2 separate regions of the Sus scrofa genome follow, and region 2 is linked to region 1. The links are chromatin contacts, called in public HiChIP or PLAC-seq maps. All regions are on one chromosome and are shown on one strand. The core of a region is the stretch at or near the end of the contact, and the rest is flanking DNA. Distances in the headings are between cores, read along the strand shown. Region 1 holds the start of RPL7L1 (ribosomal protein L7 like 1). Region 2 holds the start of C7H6orf226.

Region 1 (6,357 bases), core at 1,069-3,568:
CAGTGTTCCGTCAATTTTCTACTGTACAGCAGTGACCCAGTCACAAACATACATACATTCTTTTTCTCACATTATCCTCCATCATGCTCCATCATAAGTGACTAGATATAGTTCCCAGTGCTATACACTAGGACTTTATTATATAATGGAAAAACCCACTCTGGTGGTTTTGTGGGTTAAGGATCCAGTGTTGTCACTGCTGTGGCGTGGGTGTTGGGGAGGGGAAACAACACCAACATACTCAAGTAAAGGTGAAATTGAGAAAACCTGAGAACTACTGGGGACAGTCCTTGTTGAATAAGCAAAAAACCAATTAGTTTACACACTGTCAGTCAACGTTTATTGGAACATAAGGCATCATAAAGCTCATGCCTCCCAAATATGTATTTCTCCAAAACATTTGGCAAATAGCAAAAACTATTTCAGAGTCCTGTTGTGGCTCAGCGGGTTAAGAACCTGATCAGTATCCATGAGGCTGTGGGGTCAATCCCTGGCCTCACTCAGTGGGTTAAGTATTCTGCATTGTTGTAGCTGTGGTGTAGGCCAGCAGCTGCAGCTCTGATTAGACCTCTGGCCTGGAAACTTCCATACTCCATATATGTGGTCCTAAAAAGAAAAACAAAACAAACAAAAAACGCAAACCAAAAAACCTGGTACATTAAAAAAAAAAAAATTAGAGTTCCCAATATGGCACAGCAGGTTAAGGACCCAGCAATGCCACAGCTGTGGCTCAGACTGGAATCTTGGCCCAGGAACTTCCATATGCCATGGATGTGGTTGAAAAAAGTAAGTAAAATTTTTAAGTTTTTGGGAGTTCCTGTCGTGGCTCAGCAGAAATGAATCTGACTAGTATCCATGAGGACACAGGTTTGATCCCTGGCCTCACTCATTGGGTGAAGGACCCGATGTGGTGAGCTGTGGTATATGTCACAGATGTGGCTGGGATCGGGGGTTGCTGTGGCTGTGGTGTAGGCCGGCAGCTGTAGCTCCAATTTGAACCCTAGCCTGGGAGCCTCTATGTGCCACACCTGCCGGCCTAAAAAGAAAAAAGAAAATTTTTTTTCTTTTAGGTACACAAGCATGTTCTCGAATCCCTTGGTATGAACCGGAAGGAACACTCTCCACTGGCTTTTTCCTTAAACTCTACTCCAGTATTTTGCCTGCAGAAAGCATTTGATACATACTTGCTTTGTTTAGCAAATATGTATCATCCAGCTGATGGGGGAAGCCGACTGTCAGTACCAAATTAGTTCAACATGTGCTGGATAAAACTCACCGAACACAAATTCTCATTCCTTCCACCTGGTTCCCCACTATTACCTCTTTCTTTTGCAAAAGCGCTTGCTTCGCCTGTGTGGCTTTGAGGGCCTGATATGCCTTCCTCTTTTTCAAGAGATTTTCTGGAACCAAAGGGATCTTTTTTCTTTGCCTGAGAGAGAAAATGGAGAAAAGCGATAGTATTTAGGAAACAAATCTGCAATGCGTTTCCAAACGACAGCTTGGGCTTCGCAAACATTACTGTCTAAAACCTCCTAAGGACCGCGCTCCCACCCCGCCACCTGGCGTTTCTGACTCCAGTTCTCAAAAGCTTTCAAGAACCATGAACCCCTTAGCCACTGGTCCTCGTATGTCAATGGAGCTTTTACTGTCATAGCCTTTTACAGATACCACCAGCGATGAGATTCCGCCCCGTGGGGTTGGGGCGGGTGCGGACCCAGCTGCAGAGATAATACTTAAGTCAGGCTGGGGAAACCCACCCTCCAGCCCGCAGCCTCAAACTCATTCCTCACCCCTTGAGGTAGGTAATCCGAACCTGACAGAGGCCCCATCCGCCCGCCCCAGCCCAACACTTCCTCCCTCCTCCTTCGATAATCTGGAGCCTTTTCTAAGTCTCTCTTCAGTCCACAAGGATCCTTATTTTCCGCCACCGAGAAATAAATACTGAGGATGGCACCAGATGCTCAGGGCACCACCCAGAATCTCAGAGCCCCTGATACTCACTCCTCCTCCGCCATTTTTCCAGCGCAGCTGCTACTGCTCAGGCGTTGCCCCACGCATGGGAAGGAACCTCTCTATGGTCTCTCGACCATAGAGATGTCTACTCTAGCTCACCCCAGGGCGAGCGGGTAGCCTGCGCCTTCTTAGCAGCAATGAACTGCTGAAGTTTTGCTAACCCTGATTCCTATCAAAAGTGGCTCAAAGCTTCCTGGGCGCCGCTTAGAAGCTTTTTAGAGCCCGGTCATCTTCAAAGACCATCCCTTTTTATTTCAGCTGTATTCTCATATCGCCGGAAGCCTGGTCACAAACGAGGAAACGCTTCCCACCGACTTCCGGTAGGGAGTGAGGTGACGATTTTCCGGTTTCTGCTCGCTAGGCTGCGCTTCTCCCGGAAGGCGACTGGCGGGATCCGGTATCCTTCACCTGGTGCGGAGAGCTTGGGGCTGCAGCTTTGGTTCTGTGTTGGTGGAGGTGTGGACGACTTAGGGTGCTGGCAAAGGCATCTCTGATTCCCTCGGCCTGGCTTCGTCAGTGGGTCCCTGATCAAGTGGGTCCCTCTATCCCTTCGTTTCCCTTACCCAAAAAGTGGACGTAATAGCGAATCTTGCCTAATAGCCTTGGGAAAGTTATATGAGCTGCTCCACATAAAGCGCTTAGAACAAAGTCCAGTAAGCAGTTAACACTGTGTTAATTATTATTCCTGCTGTACCGAAAACGAGAAATTGCAACTTACGATTTCAGAACTCCCTCATAATAGCTCTCACCACCTGGAATAGGTTTCCTTCTCTCCTGCTCTTCAGAAAGAAATAAAAACTCACGTGTTGTCTTTAATGGAAACCTCCAGACCAGTGTGTCTCAAGCATTAATGTGCATAGGAGTCACATGAAAATCTTGTTAAAATCACGTTTTTATTCAGGAGGGGCGGGGAGTCAATATTCTGCATTTTAAACGTGATTCAAAGTGATGGGGATGCTTCAAGTGCATTTTGACTAGAAGGGCTTTTTCTTTTTCTTTTCTTTCTCTTTCTTTCCTTTGTTTTTTGGCGGCCCCCTCAGTATGTGGAAGTTTCTGAGTCAGGGATCAAACCTGTGCCACAGCAGTGACCTGAGCCACAGCAGTGAAACACTGGACCTTAACCCGCTGAGCCACAAGAGAACTCATGACTAGCAAGTATCTTGAGAAGTCTCTCCTTTTTCTGAATTCCTTCAGCATGTTTATTTTTTAAGAATTCCTGTAGTGGCACAGCGGAAAGAATCCGACTAGAAACCATGAGGTTGTGGGTTTGATCCCTGGCCTCACTCAGTGGGTTAAGGACCCGGTGTTGCTATGAGCTGTGGTATAGGTCAAAGAGGTGGCTCGGAGCTGGCGTGGCTGTGGCTGTGGCGTAGGCCAGCAGCTGTAGCTCTGATTCAATGCCTAGCCTGGGAACCTCCATATGCTGCAGGTTCAGCCTTAAAAAAAAAGCAAAAAAAAAAAAAAAATTTTAAATGTTTCTCGGCATTATAGGCTTTTGGGGCCAGATAATTCTTTGTCCTGTTGGTTGTAGAATATTTTGGCAGCATCCCAGGTTTCTACCCACTGCATGCCAGTAGCATCTCCATCCTAGTGGTGACAAAGTTCTTGTCTCCAGGCATTGCCAAATGTCTAGCACAGTCTATGTATATTTATGTTAAGGTCTAAGGCAATGTCACTGTTTGACAGTCAGCACTTAAAGGCATCACCACAGACTTTATCCTGTATTGTTTGGTTTATTGTTTCCCTGATTAGACAGGGTTCTCTGAATGCAGGGAAGTCATCACATCTCTGAATCTTCTACAGCACCTCTCACAACAACAGGCACCTGCAGGGGCTGGTTAACCATCTAAACTCAAGGCATCACATTGGTATGTGCTATGCATCTAAGACAACCAGAAAGACAGTGCCATGCGCAGAATCCAGAACCTGATAAATAAATGTCAAAGGACAACATGGCCTTCAGAGTCACCAACTGTGGCTCAAGCCTCATGCTTACTCTTTCAGCATCTCACCATGTGTCTTAGTTTGTGAAAAAGCAAATAGAGAAGGGACACTAAAGTATAACAAATTCATTAAACAGTAAAAAAGGAATGAAAATAAGTCATTATTTTGTAATATCCTTTGTCTATAGATAAAAGGTATTTCAGAGGTATTAACAATGCAACAATACTCCTGGCTGAAAAAAGACTTGGAAGTCAGGATTCAGGCAAGGCTTTCCAGTGCCAGCAGATGGTGCTAGGAGAACACTTATTTTCGGTGCCAAAGCCAAAGCCCAACTGGTCCAGAGAGAGATGGCGTTGTCTTCAACCCCAAAATGTTCACGAATACATGTTTACTTAGCATTGCGCATGTGCCCTGGGCACTGGGCAAGAATTGAGATTTTTTTTTAAAATTTCAAAGTAAGGTTACTAAATGAGAATGGGGCACGCCATTTGCAACCTGAAGAATCTTGGAGTTCTCTTGTGGCACAGGGAGGGGGTTAATGAGCTGGCATTGTCACTGCCATGGCTCAGGTTGCTGCTGTGGTACAAGTTCAATCTCTGGCCTGGGAACTTCCACATCTTGTGGGTGTGGCCAAAAAAAAAAATTATTCCTTTTAGCCTGTCCTGTCCTCATAGGCCGCAGTTCTCTTTTTTTCTTGGCTACTTCAGTTGTGCATCATTACGGAATGACTAAATAAATTAGGGAAGACTATGCAATTAAATGCAGTGAGGTAGGTCTTTATGTCCCAAAATCTCAGTAGAGAGTATTTTTTATTTTTCGGCCTGTTGACATCCATCGCCATTTCTTTCTTTCTTTTTTTTTTTTTTTTTGTCTTTTTGCCATTTCTTGGGCCGCTCCCGCGGCATATGGAGGTTCCCAGGCTAGGGGTCTAATCGGAGCTGTAGCTGCCAGCCTACGCCAGAGCCACAGCAACGCGGGATCCGAGCCATGTCTGCAACCTACACCACAGCTCACGGCAACGCCGGATCGTTAACCCACTGAACAAGGGCAGGGATCGAACCCGCAACCTCATGGTTCCTAGTCGGATTTGTTAACCACTGCGCCACGACGGGAACTCCCTCCATCCCCATTTCTTGACAGTATCCCATTTCTCCTGTGGACTGATCTCCTTCACTGTGTACATTATTCAGAGGGTGCCGCATCTAATCCAAACGATGGCCCTCCCAATATATAAATTGAAGGGGGTCTGTTTTCAACTCTTCCCACCTCCCCAAAAGACCCTTTAGGGTTCTCTCCTCCAGGTTTTGAATCTTTAGCAGAATGATTATGGAAGAAATGGAAGAGGTTTGGGGCAAGACTTTTTTTTTTTTTTTTTTGCTTTTTAGGGCTGCACCTGAGGCATATGGTGGTTCCCAGGCTAGGGGTCGAATCAGAGTTACAGCTACCTGCCTACATCACTGCCACAGCAATGCCTGATCCAAGCTGTGTCTGAGAGCTATACCACAGCTCACGGCAATGCCAGGTCCTTAACCTACTGAGCGAGGCCAGGGATCTAACCCGCAACCTCATGATTCCTAGTCAGATTAATTTCTGCTGGGTCACAACGGGAACTCCTGGGGAGAGACTTTTAAGGATTTCCACCTACTAAGATCTCCTGGAATTTTCTTATTCCAGTCTTTCTTAAGCCTGGAGGTTCTTCTATCTTCCCTTTAAAACTTGTCTTTCCTCTAAAACTCCTTTAGGCTGGTTAACCAACCAGACTGGTTTCTGTTGCTTAAAGCCAAAGATTCCAAGCTGTAATTCTCCCAAATATTTGGTTACATTTGAAAAAGCAAGATACAGAATAGCGTGTAGGAGTGTTTCACAGTTGTTTCTTTCTTGTGTTTCGTTTTTTGGCTATAAATGTATGTATCAGTTTTGGAAGGGTATACAAGACAGGGTTGACAGGGGTTATTTTGGGGAAATGGGAATGGGGCCTGGAATGGGAGAAAGACATATGTTGTGGTGTGTCCTTTGTTTTTCACATATGCCTTAGTGTTTTTGTTTGATTTTGTTTGTTTTGTCTTTTTAGGGCTGAAGCATATGGAGGTTCCCAGGCTAGGAGTCGAATTGGAGCTGTAACTGCCGGCCTAAGCCACAGCCACAGCCACGCCAGACCTGAGTCAAGTCTGCAACCTACACCACAGCTCAGGGGAACGCTGGATCCTTAACCCACTGAGAAACGCCAGGGATCAAACCTGCGTCCTTATGGATGCTAGTCAGATTCATTTCTGCTAAGCCACAGGGGGACTCCTATGCATTAGTTTAAGAACGAGCTCTCTGGGCAATTAGGTTCTTGCGATTTGCCTGTTTTAGAAACCACTTGACTACATTTTTTTTTTTTAAAGACTCCTTTCAACA
Region 2 (6,357 bases), core at 2,475-4,974, 48 kb before region 1:
TCAGTCAATGCTCGCAGTGACTTGAATTCTTTCTTTTCTCCTTGTGTTTATTCTAACAGTAGATTCAGTCAAGCAGGCATTTAGTTAACATTTTCTGAGCATCACTAGGTCTCCACAGGTGCTGGTCTGGGCACATTATGATACTAGGTGAGTAGGACTCATGGACTAAGTAAGAGAAAACTTGTAGGGAGTTACTGCTGTGGTTCAGTAGGTTAAGAACCTGACTGCAGTGGTTTGGGTTGCAGGTTTGATCCCCAGTCCGGCACAGTGGCATTGCCACATCTGTAGCACAGGTTGCTGCTGGGGCTCGGATTCAGTCCCCGGATTGGGAACTTCCATATGCCACGGGTGCAGCTGTAAAATTAAAAAAAAGAGAGAGAGAGAGAGAGAGAGAAGGAGAGGCAGCATGTGGATGAGCAAGGGACTGTGGAATTGTAGAAAAAGTATCAGTTAATTCCTTTTTTTTTTTTTTTTTTTTTTTTTTGCTTTTTAGGGCCGCATCCGATGCATTTGGAGGTTCCCAGGATAGGGATCAAATTAAAGCTTCAGCCACCAGCCTATGCCACAGCCACAGCCATGCCAGATCTGAACCGTGTCCATGACCTACAGGGCAATGCCAGATCTTTAACCCACTGAGCAAGGCCAGGGTTCACACCTGCAAACTCATGGTTATGAATCGGATTTGTTTCCACTGAGCCACAATGGGAACTCCAGGATCAGTTAATTCTGATGGTAATGATGGGAGAGGTGGACCTACTGAGCAGCCTTTGAAGGATGAATGGGGCTCCAATTAATGAGGGAGAGGGAGGGGCATTTCCTGTTGAGAGGTGATGTTGAAAATCATGGGTGAGGAGTTCCCGTTGTGGCGCAGTGGTTAACGAATCCGACTAGGAACCATGAGGTTGTGGGTTTGGTCCCTGCCCTTGCTCAGTGGGTTAACGATCCGGCGTTGCCGTGAGCTGTGGTGTAGGTTGCAGACGCGGCTCGGATCCTGCGTTGCTGTAGCTCTGGCATAGGCCAGTGGCTACGGCTCCAATTCAACCCCTAGCCTGGGAACCTCCATATGCCGCGGGAGTGGCCCAAAGAAATAGCAAAAAGACAAAAAAAAAAAAAAAAAAAAAGAAAATCGTGGGTGAAAGATGGCTAATGAGTTATAAATGAACTCAGGGGTGTTTGGAGCCTGTCTCTACACCAGAGGTTGAATCTGGCCTTGCCACCCCCCGCAGACATGACCTCTTGGTCTCCGGGGTCCTCACTGATGCAGGGAAAGGCTGTGGATGGGCCTGGATGGGAGGTATCTTTGCCCCTGCCCACGGGCTCACTCGATTTTCCTTCTTTTGCCTCCCTGCCTTCTGCATGCACATCTTCAGCAGAGCACAGTCTCAGAATGGCTGCCCAGAGGGCAGAGGCCCCTACACCCCATCAAGAGGCAGCCTGAGTTAGCAGTCAGTGGGCTCAGGATCCAAACCCAGCCCTTTCACAAGCTCTGTTTACCTCTCTGTATATAAGTGGGTTGGGGAATTCCTGTTGTGGCCCAGTGGGTTAAGAACCCGTCATAGTGTCCGTGAGGATGTGGGTTCAATCCCTGGCTTCAATCCGTGGATTAAGGATCTTGCATTGCTGCAAGCTGCAGCATAGGTCACAGATGCAGCTTGGATTTGGTGTTGCCGTGGCTCAAGCTGCAGCTGCAGTTCTGATTCGATCCGGTCCGGGAACTTCCATATGCCACAGATGCGGCCGTGAAAAGAAAGAAAGAAAAAAAAGAATGTTGGGCTCGATTGTGCTTGAGGTCCCTCCTGACAACCCCTAACTCCTAGACTCGTCCTTGTCTATACTATGTGCTGTGCTAAGGAGAAGATGAAAGAATGAGAGAGAAGAAAAATGATGACACTGAGACAACTCCCCACGTCCCAAACACAAACACATCACTGTCCCAAATTCTGAGAAAATTTAGTCCTTACTCAGCCTGGGAGGATACCCAAGGTCGGTTTTAATCTCCTAAAGATGTTTGCCTCTTGCACTTGGCTGGTAGGAAAGAAAGCAATGGTGGAGCAGAAAACCACAGCCCCTTGGCTAGGAGGTTGGGAGTGGAGAACTGGGGCCAAGGACATCTGAGAAAGAAAGGGGACCTGGTGACCCAGGAGGGAGTCCTTAGGGCAGGAGTGCAGGAGGTCACCCAGAAACTGATGCCATCCACAGCGAGAAGGACGAGTTCTTCCTGCATCCAGGGTTCAATTAAAAACCCCATTCAACTCCAGTGTTAACTTCCTGTAATTAATACAGATCCCACAAGTCCAAGAGCACAGTCCCCACAAGACAGCTCTGAATCAGATGCCAGCTGCAAGTTCGGAGGGGTCCCAGGCCACAAGCATTTCTGACTTACTAGGTACGAATTTGGGGGATCACACCCCCCCTTCAGGTTCAATAATTCACTGGAATGACTCACAGAACACAGACCTCAGGAAAGTGTTATTCCTATGATTACGGTTTTATTAGAGAGAATATAGATCAGCTGGACCAGCCAGATGAAGAGGCGCATAGGGCAAGGTCTGGGAGGGTCCTGCATGCAGGGCTTCTGTGTCATTCATCTCCTCCTGGAACCAGGGCATGTCCCCTCCTGATACATTGATGAGTTCACCAATCAGGAAGCTCCACTGAGCTTTGTGTCCAGAGTTGCTTTAGGGGTTTTATTACATAGGCATGGCTGAATAAATCATAGGCTGGAGACTGAATTCAATTTCCAGGCCTCTTTCCTGGACCCTTCATGAGTCAAAGCCCCAACCCTCCAATCACATGACTGGTCAGCACCAATCCTGAAACCACTTAGGGGCCACCATGACTCACCTCCTTGGCATAAACTGTCAGGGCCCACCATGAATATCACTTCTAATACTTGGGAAATGCCAGGGACAAAGACCAGTCAAATTCTTCTTTTTTGGGGGGGCTCTGTGCCTTCAGCAATGTGGAGGTTCCGGGGTCAGGGATCAAACCCATGCTATAGCAGTGACCTGAGCCACGGCAGGAATAGCTCCAAATCCTTAACCCTCTGTGCCAGCTTCAGATACTTAACCCTCTATGCCACAAGGGAAGTCCTCAAATTCCTTATTATACAAGACTTGGTATGGTCAGTTTCCTCAAGACTGGCTTCTCAAGGTCACCCTTATTAACTTTTAATTTCAACAAGTTACAAACCATTTAGATCCACCAATTCCAGCAATTTTTCCACATTTGCTTTTTTTCCCCTCCCTTTTTCGTTGTGACATTTCACCCATAAATACTTCAGGATGTATCTCTTATAAACAAGGTCATTCTCTAACATAGCCAGAGCACAATTGTGTACTTAATTTAACACTGATATACAGTTAAACTGTATCATCTGTTATTAGATGATAACACTGTCATCTAATACACAGGTCAATTCAAAATTTCCCAAGGGTTAAAATGTCCTTTGTAACTGATTTTCCCCTCATCTAGATCCAATCCAGGATCACACTTTGTATTTTTCAGTCTCCTTTAGTCTGACACAGTTCCTCAGTCTTTTTCCTTCTGTCTTTGTCTTTTATGACACTGACAACTATAAAGTGTCCAGGTCATTTTGCAGAATGTCTGTCATTTTGGTTTGTCTACTCATTTCCTCAAGTTTAGATTCAGAGTGAACATTTTTAGCAGGAACACTACAGAAGTGAGGCTGTGTTCCTACACCTGCAGCCCCTCTCAGTGCATCACTTCAGGAGACATCTGATGCTAGTTTGTTCTATTACTATTAATTAAGCTTTGCTCACTTGATTAAGGTGGTGAGTGTCGGATCTGGCTAGTTTCTGATAAACTTAGAAACCTGAGCTTTATTGACACTGACTTCCTAAGCAGGTGGAAGGAAGCTGTAGCAGCCTGGTCCGCCTTCATCTTCTCTCTTCCACTATGGGAACACCAGGAATTGTCTTGAAGGCAGGGAATGGGGAGAGAGCCGTGGCATCACTTATTCCCAGTTCTTCTGAAACCACTTGCAGACATTTCCTCCGTTATTTTCTGTCTGGTGCTGCAGGAGCCCCGGATGGAGGTTATCCTCCTGCCACGCATCTATGCAATAATCCCTGTACTCTATGCACTTCAGCGTGTGCATGAAAGCCGGTATGTTCGTGATGCCCGTGCATTTGTGAAAATTCGTGTCTTTTTACCTATATCTCCGTGTCAGCTGTGCAAGACTTCGGGGTTCTAAAGCTTTCAACGTTAGAGGCTCTTGGGCAGGGTAAGCCTTAAGTGTGAGCGAGGCGTTTCTTCGCGGAGCTGGTCGTCCAGTGCTCCCCCGCTCTCTGGGCTGCTTGGTACGGTCTATGCTCCCCCCTTCACTTCCTCCTACAATGGTTGCATCCATCCCTCCCGGAAGAGAAGCGCGCAGGTTCGGAGCCTGTCATGGAACAGCCAGGCAGTTCAAGCCCTAGCGGCGGAGGTCCTGTACCGGAGAAGTCAGCCCCGGCCTCGGTGACCCTGGCGCGTCTTCTGCAGCTGGTGCAGCAGGGCCAGGAGCTTCCGGGCCTGGAGAGGCCTCTTGTCGCGGCGACCCTCAGCGAACCCACGGCGTCCCAGCTCCCGCGGAGGCCCAAGCCCTGGGAGGTCTCAGCCGAGGCCCCAGGGCCGCCCTTCCAGACCGCGGGCCACAGGCCTGCCGACCCTCCCTGTGGGCAGAGGAATCGCCTGGAGGAGCCTGACTCGGAGAAGGGTACTACCGGCGCCTTACTAGGTGGAACTTAGTGGATTCTTGAGGTTTGAGATCCTTTATAGCTGTGAATGAAAAACGCCTGTCAAATCTGCGAGGGATGCTGCAGTCGTGAAGCCATCAGCCAATACTGCCGCCCACCCAGCGGTGGAGACAGATGGCTGCCTGCTGCCAAGCCCTGAGCCACTGCGGCCACCCCGACGGGGGCACACTGAGGGAACTGAGACTGGGAACAAACAGGATGCTGGCTCTGGAAAGCCAAGGTGCATATCAAAGGAATGATTTAAGTGAGCCCAGACTCTGGCATCTTCCCATACATTGAAAAGTGCTAAATTCATTAACTTGAGATGTCTGGTTTTCTTTAATTAACACTACTCTTTTGATGGTCTGACTACCTGGTTTTTGTTGGAAAACTCCTGTATATCCTGGCTTCTCCCTTAGCTCTTTGGAGCTATTTGCGAGGCTGCCTCCTGGCCTTGAGTCCTCAGAAAGTCCACCAAATAAAGCATAATTTTCAAGTTTTAGGTTGTGCGGGGGTTTTTTGGTTGTTGCTGTTCTTTTTATTTGTTTTCAGTTAACAGTTTTGGTCACCATGAAGGGACCCAGAGCAGACTTCTCTGCTTCACCTGAACTCTAGGAAGAGGTCTCTTGTGCCCAACCCCCTCCTTGGAGAGGCCAGGTGAATTTGGGTAAGTCCCTCCTGCTTCTCTGATTTCCCAATTAATGGTTCATGATCCTGAGTTTTATTTGATAGTGTCTATATTGCTTACTCCCCAGTTGAAAGATACTGGGGATTGACCTCTTCCCCAGTTGATAGATGCTAGGGGAGCTCAGTTGAAAGACACTGGGAGAAAATGCCCCACCAGCTGAAAGATAACTCGGGGAGGTACTGGAATTTGCTTGGTTGAAAACATACTGAGCAGTCTGGGCTGAAAGGTTAGGTAGAAGGCTGACCTGACTATTTCCTCAAATTGGCCACCTTAACAAGAATTTGTTGGCCCAGCGGAAATGAATCTGACTAGCATCTGTGAGGATGCAGGTTTGATCCCTGGCCTTGCTCAGTGGGTTAAGGGTCTGGCGTTGCTGTGAGCTGTTGGATAGGTGAATATGCGGCTTGGATCCCAAGTTGCTGTGGTGTAGGCCAGTAGTTACAGCTCCAGTTTGACCCCTAGCCTGGGAACGTATATACGCTGTGAGTGCGGCCCTAAAAAGAAAAGAAAAAAAGAATGTGTTGGGATAAAAGTGCACTAGTAAATTTTATCCCTGACAAATTCAGCATTAAAACAGGAAATAGATTATCCCAAACGAAAACTGAGGCGTGTCAGAAAACCAGCCTCTAACACTCCAGCCAGAATCGTGAACATTTGGTGCTGATGCTTTGCAAGTACCCTAACTAGCAGTTAAAGGAAATCTCACTCTGAAATGACTGAGATTTAATTTGGAAAAAGCTGGCTTGGAGTTCTCTTTGTGGCGTAGCAGAAATCAACTAGGAACCATGAGGTTGCTGGTTCAATTCCTGGCCTTGCTCAGTGGGTTAAGGATCTGGCATTGAGCTGTGGTGTAGGTTGCAGATGCGGCTTGGATCCCATGTTGCTGTGGCTGTGGTGTAGGCCAGCGACTATAGCTCTGATTAGACTCCTAGC

The links. HiChIP or PLAC-seq counts read pairs in DNA pulled down with a chosen protein or histone mark.
Region 2: an H3K27ac HiChIP or PLAC-seq map of alveolar macrophages shows a contact between it and region 1. The contact joins the promoter of C7H6orf226 here to the promoter of RPL7L1 in region 1. A contact is called at or near these places in 2 of 47 Hi-C or Micro-C datasets (epiblast stem cells and skeletal muscle) and 1 of 2 datasets of contacts at active chromatin or transcription factors (alveolar macrophages).

Annotation. Positions count from the first base shown.
Region 1 is chr7:37,936,510-37,942,866 of Sscrofa11.1, reverse strand. RPL7L1 (ribosomal protein L7 like 1) reads right to left here and starts at 2,318. Exons shown (of 7, transcript NM_001123192.1): 1 at 2,002-2,318; 2 at 1,321-1,429. The coding sequence starts at 2,015.
Region 2 is chr7:37,985,623-37,991,979 of Sscrofa11.1, reverse strand. C7H6orf226 reads left to right here and starts at 3,724. Exons shown (of 1, transcript XM_005666004.2): 1 at 3,724-5,238. The coding sequence starts at 4,411. The coding sequence ends at 4,749.